2 separate regions of the Mus musculus genome follow, and region 1 is linked to region 2. The links are chromatin contacts, called in public Micro-C maps. All regions are on one chromosome and are shown on one strand. The core of a region is the stretch at or near the end of the contact, and the rest is flanking DNA. Distances in the headings are between cores, read along the strand shown.

Region 1 (2,910 bases), core at 246-2,745, 38 kb before region 2:
GAGTTGGCACAGGGAAGTCAGCCACCAGGTTGTGACACAGTGGTGGACTGTGTGATGTTTGTCACTGTGGGGTACAGGGTTCTGGAGATGGTGGTGGCGGTGAATAGGCCCCGTGGACAGTGGTGGCCAGGAGGATGGCAATGCAGACCACGTGGCTGGTGATGGAGGCAGTGTTCAAGATGGTAGGGATGACAGTATGGCGGCTGAAGGCAGCAGTGCTTATGGCGGAGGTGAGTGTGCCAGTGGAGGCGGTGATAGTGGATGTGGTGGCACTAATGGCAAAATCATTGGTAGAGCTAATGGTGATTGGTGTTGGATTCGGCAGAGGGTGTGTGAGAAGATGGTGCTTTAACTATAGACTACGTTGGCTCTGGCGTTTCTAAGTGGATTTGAGTAATTCAGGAGGCTCATTTCACTACAGATCATCCCTTTGTGCACAGGTGACTGGCGCAGGGTCAGACCCTGAGAACATGGAGGCTGGCACTCAGGTTCTGCAATCCACTGAGACCTCTCCAGCATTCGTGTCTGGGGCTGGAGTGAGGAATTACCCTTGGGAGCCCTGTTTAGAGGGTCTGATCTTGGTGGCCAACCTCCAGGGGACTAAGATGGGGAGGGGAAGGGGTAAGCCCCTCTACACTGCCCCTAGCTGCCAGCCCTGCCCAGCGCAGGTCTCCTGCAACTAAGCAAATCATGCCCGAATTCCTTCTGGCTGTGGGCCTTGGGTGTTAACTGTGGGTGAGGTTGAAATGGCTTAGAGAGGGCTGAGACCATCACAAGCCAGATACCCCACTAGGGTAACTGTGGCCAGAGGCCATGTGCCTACTACCACATAGCTCACTGTGAAGGAACAGGATCGAAGGCTCCCCACTAGGCACTGGGGGACCCGCAGCTCTGCGGAAGCCTGTCGAACTCTGCCAACGTCCCAAACAGGTCGGGCCTTGAGCAGCAGGGGCGCGCCGCGTTCCGCTGGCCTGGCTGTCGCCTAGGTGCCCTGGCGGTTGCTCGCCCCGCCCTGCCCACGCCTCTCCCGCCAGTCGCTGTCCGGCCTTGGCCGCGGGAGAGAGGAAGCGCTGTCCTCATTCCACCTCTGGCTGCCGCGGTGCCAAGTTGCTGGCGGCGGCAGCGGCAAGAGTTGGGGTGGAGGGCAGCGGCGCCCTCCCCGGAGCCCCCTCGAGCTCGGGGTTACTCACGTAGAGTCCGGAGTGCTCGGCGCCGAAGAACGGAAAGGGCACCGAGAGTGGTTGCAGCCCTGAGCCGCCGTCGTCCTGCTTCGGGGTGACGGTGTCGCCGCGCTTCGTGCCGAACGGGTAGAAGTCGGCGAGGGCCACGGCAGCGCGCACCCCGCGCGTCCCGAGCCCCAGGGCTGCGGCCAGCAGCAGCGCCCAGGCGGCGCCGAGGCGCATCGCCGGGATCTGAGGGCGGGCCACGGGGCTCGGGCAGGTGGCTGCAGTCACCGCACGACCGACTGGCCGCACAGTTCCCTTCCGCTAGCTCGCGTCGCACTCCGGAGACCCGCGCAGCTTAGGAAGGCGTGAGGCACGACTGCGGACCGCCTGCCTAACGCGGGGACCGGGGTTTAAATAGCCTGCCCAGCCGGCCACTCGGGAGGGGCGGGGAGAGGCGGGGTCATGCAAATAGTGGCATTTTTAACTTGCTGGTCCGCGGAGTGGGAGGGTGCGGGAGCGGAGCGTAGCTCCCAGGCCCTTCTGTGTCGAGGCTCATTAAAGCCGAACTAGTACTGGGTTGGCTCCACCTCCAAACCGAGGCCCTTTTGCTCTCTTGCATTTGGGCTATGTTGAGGTGAGGACTTACAGTCTCCTGTCACCAGCTTAAGGCCTGCCCACAGGAGGAGCGTGGGCAAACCCAGCAGTTCTGAAGCTGACTTGTTGCCCTAAGGCCTGATTTTGAACAGGCTTCCTGTGTGTCCTCTGGGGTCCCTGTCAGGCCAGAGCATCTGGCTTTTCCTGACAGAATGCCAGTCTGGGCCACTTCTCCCTACAACACTTACACAAACCTTGCGTGGCCACACCCCAGCCCTAAGTTAGGACATCAACTTTCAGAACCAGCTGAAACCTGTCCTAGGGTCTATTCCTTTTCTGGTTTCACTGAGGATGAACCTTGGGTCTGGGAGACTCGAAGACTTACTTAGCTTTCTCTCGTGTAAGGACTTTCCCCTATGGGATCAGTCATGCAGCACAGCTGGACAATGTTAGGGAAACCTGCGGGGTAGGCTGGTCACCCAGGCCCTGGGGGCAAGTTAGTTGCTGTGGCTCCTTAACCTTTCTCGATCTTCTTAAGAATTGCTTTGTAAGTGGCTGTCCTGCCTCAGGGGTGCAACCTGGTCTTTTTCTGTGTCCCCTTGGCGCCTCTTGGGGGCCTCAGTTCTCACCACCTTGTCTGCACCCAGATCCTACTGTTGGATAATGTGACTATAAGCCAAGTCTGGGATCCCCAAAGACAAGATGCTGCCTCTCAAAGAGAAGCAAGGAAGAAAAAGAAAAGCTACAGAAGTAGCAGCAGCTGCCCCGGAGATTCTGGTTTGTGCTGGCTTTGCATTTTTCTGGATTTCCCAAAATCTCTCTAACAAGCATGTGCTGTGTCTCAGTTCCACAAGGGACATTGCATATTATTTTTCAAGTATAGCAGAGAGTTCTCCGTGTGTCAGTCAGGGGTACCTAGCTTACACAGATCCTGTTCTTAGCAGACTCACCACTGTGATACGCCCAACCCTCAGCGTCGGGGACCAGGCACCAAATTTAAGGAGACCATTTTTGTTTGCACTGACCACGTCTACCCCACACCTGGTACATGGCTTGCCTTCCTCTGTCCCACCCCTCCAGCTTTGTGTAGTGATCCTGATTGGCAGAGGGGTAAGCCAAGGCTGGAGATGTGAAATGTTTTGCTGTACAG
Region 2 (2,772 bases), core at 175-2,674:
CCTTCGGAGGGCTCTGACCAGGCTCATATGTTTCCGGGACCCAGGACCCCTCTGCTCCCATTCACCTGGGAAGCCTCCTCCAAATTTGCCTCTGGGATGTGTGCACCAGCTTTTATTAAGAGAGGGCTGTCATGAGCAGTGGAAGGTCTGGGTCCTTCTAGTTCCCCACGGCCCTAGCATCTGGAGTTCTAGAGGAGACTCTTCCAGGAAGCCCTTCAGGACTGAGAAGGCTTTGAGGAGAAAAGGCACCAGCTAGCCTTGGGTCTCTGCAGAGGCAATGGGACCAGCCTAAGCTACGCCTCCATGGGCACATTTCCAGTTTTGGTTGTTGCCCTGTTGGTTATGAGGATTCCCCTACTTCCATGTCCGGACCATGGGTGGACCCTACTCTAGATTGCACAGCTACATGCCTCTGGCTCCCAGGACTGCTAGGAAACATCTGCTAGACAGAAATTTCAGATGGACTCTCTTGTTACCTCTAGGTGTCTCCCTGGGAATGAAATCTCAGAGCCACACAGCAGAGGGAAAGGGGTCCTTGAAGTGGTAGAAGCTCTGGAAACAGTCAACCTGAAGCTCCACCCCAAACTCATATTCTTAAGGAAGAAATTGCGTATCTTTCTTTTACTGGTCTGATCTGGGTTTCTGGGTTTCTGGTTTGACAGGGTTGTCCCCCGTCTTCAGGAAGGTGACCCCAGGGCACCTCATCTAATACCGAACCACCTTACAGGCACAATGTTTTTTCTCTACACACCCCATACCATATTCCCACAGCAGACACACCCTGCCCTATGTCACTGTGCCTATATAGTACCTCTGCAGTCATAACACCATGGGCTGTCTGAGGGCAGGATCATGAGAAGTGCGCCCTGGTGAGTGGTTGCACTGGTACCTCAGATCAGCTGCCTCCTTAGTCACAAGCTCGCTATGTCTCTCCAAGGCTTCCTGCTTAGCCAGTAGTTGGGCCCGCTCCTCAGACAGTGTGTTCTTCTCATGGAGGGCTTCTTGCAGAATGTCCATCTGGGCCTCCTGGTCCTGCAGGCTCTGTGCCAGCTGCTTCTCTAGGGCCTGTTTCTTGTTTGTGACCTAGGGGAGGAAAGAGGGACCGTGTGCCACAGAGAGAGGGGTGGGGAAGGCTGCCTGGTATGGACTTTTGAGACCTCGAGGTCCACTTCCAGTAACACACTTCCTCCAAGAAGGCTACACCTCCTAATCCTTCTAATCTTTTCAAAGAGCTCCACTCACTGGAGGCTAAGCATTCAAATATATGAGCCTAAGGGGGGATATCCTCACTCAAACCATTTAATCTGTCAGTTGTTTTATCACAGTGCCTGGAAAGTAACTCATCCAGCAAGGCAGCCCAAACATGAGAGTGCCTTTGAAGCAGGGCCTGGACAGGTAAAGACAGGCTTGAAAGACAGCAAGTGCGCATTTCCACTCTGCCACACACTCCAGTCAAGTCAGCTTGACAGGCTGTGAAGCCTTAAAGCCACTTACAAGGCAGAGAGTTTCAAGGAAGCTCACCTCCTGGAGTTTTAGTGTTCTCATACTCATACTCTATTCCCGAGTTAGTCTGGTGTATGGATCTACGAGCTCTCTTTTAATATTTTATTATAAATGCCTTTAAAGATTAAATTCTGTTATAGTGTTCCAAGGTCCCAGTAGCCTGCAAGCTTGAAATCGGAGCTTGAAATCCGGCAGGAATGCAGAAAGGAAGTTACCTATTCAGTTACTAATTAAGCATTACAATAGACAGAGCCAGTGGCTCAGCTGGTCTGCAGAAAGAGCCAGGGAATCTTACTGAGATAGAAATCTTCAGTACAGGCTACATTGCATATTAAAAGCAAGTTGGTATATTCTTCTGTAGACCCAGGAAATAGGTGTTGGGGTATTGCAGTATTCATGATAAGATCTGCCAGTGCAGAACCCCTGGTGGTGGGTTTTACAATAGACTAGTTTGCACCTGGCTCCCTTCTTTTGCGGCAGCAGCCTGGTCCCCACCTTCTTTTGATGTATACATTCCTTTTGTATTGCGTCACTGTAACTTGGTGTATTGTATTTTGCCTGGTTTCTTGTTATTCCTTTGGTATAAAAAGTTTGATGCTCGACCTGACACAATACATTCAGATTCTACACAATCTCTCCTGTTGGTCTGTCTGTCATTTCCTCTGACACTTTGCCCACCTGCCCCAGAGACCCGTTCCACACAGACAAAGGGATCCAGAGGGTCTGCGGCACCACTCCATCCCGCACACCTGTGATTTTCACACTCTGGTGATATTGGAGTCACCCAGAGGCTGACTCAAAGTCTTTCTGGGCGAGTGTCTGACTCAGTGAATCTTAGATGAGCAAAAGGACTTGTGTTGTAACATATTTAAAGATCCATGTGACATTGATATGAAATGGACTGAAGACCTCAGCTAAGGCCACGTGAAAACACGGAAGGCTAACTCTTTGTCCTTGGGCTAGGTAAACCACAGGTTCTAGGAAATATGGATCATAAGATTTTTTAAAAAGTCTGGCAAGGTTGTTTAGTGCATATAATCCCAGAAGCTGGGAAAGTTAAGGCAGGAGGGTTGCTACAAGCTTGAGGCCAGTGTGGGCTACACCGTGAGTTCTAGGCTACTGCCTCAAAAGCAAAGCAAACCAAACAAAACTAATGAGTCCACCACAGCAACATAGACAATGATTAAGAATGTAAAAGAAATTTGACAAAATTAAAGTTGTATATTTTGCAAAAAGTACTGTTAAGAAAACAGAAAGACAAGATACCAG

Evidence for each region. Hi-C and Micro-C count contacts between places; a contact is called where the count stands out from the background.
Region 1: a Micro-C map of embryonic stem cells shows a contact between it and region 2, with 2.5 times the contacts expected there. The contact joins the promoter of Sned1 here to the enhancer-like site in region 2. A contact is called at or near these places in 6 of 39 promoter capture datasets (3T3-L1-derived adipocytes, HPC-7-derived erythroid cells, cranial neural crest and 3 more), 2 of 15 datasets of contacts at CTCF or cohesin (CD8 T cells and the NIH/3T3 cell line), 19 of 484 Hi-C or Micro-C datasets (the NIH/3T3 cell line, the Patski cell line, bone marrow-derived macrophages and 7 more), 17 of 115 datasets of contacts at active chromatin or transcription factors (craniofacial prominence, embryonic fibroblasts, embryonic limb bud and 8 more) and 4 of 9 other capture datasets (adipose tissue, embryonic stem cells, liver and 1 more).

The regions. Positions count from the first base shown.
Region 1 is chr1:93,234,482-93,237,391 of GRCm38.p6, reverse strand. It overlaps Sned1 (sushi, nidogen and EGF-like domains 1), which reads right to left and starts at 1,495. Exons shown (of 31, transcript NM_172463.4): 1 at 1,191-1,495. The coding sequence starts at 1,403.
Region 2 is chr1:93,196,778-93,199,549 of GRCm38.p6, reverse strand. It overlaps Crocc2 (ciliary rootlet coiled-coil, rootletin family member 2), which reads right to left. Exons shown (of 32, transcript NM_001310428.1): 16 at 890-1,083. Among named protein-coding and RNA genes, the nearest start is that of Crocc2, 30 kb to the right of the region's middle. Within about 2 kb of position 1,424, at least 8 of the 459 cell types and tissues checked have an H3K27ac peak or open chromatin away from gene starts, as enhancers often do. A contact at or near this core is called in embryonic stem cells and stem cell-derived epiblast-like cells, where this site is marked.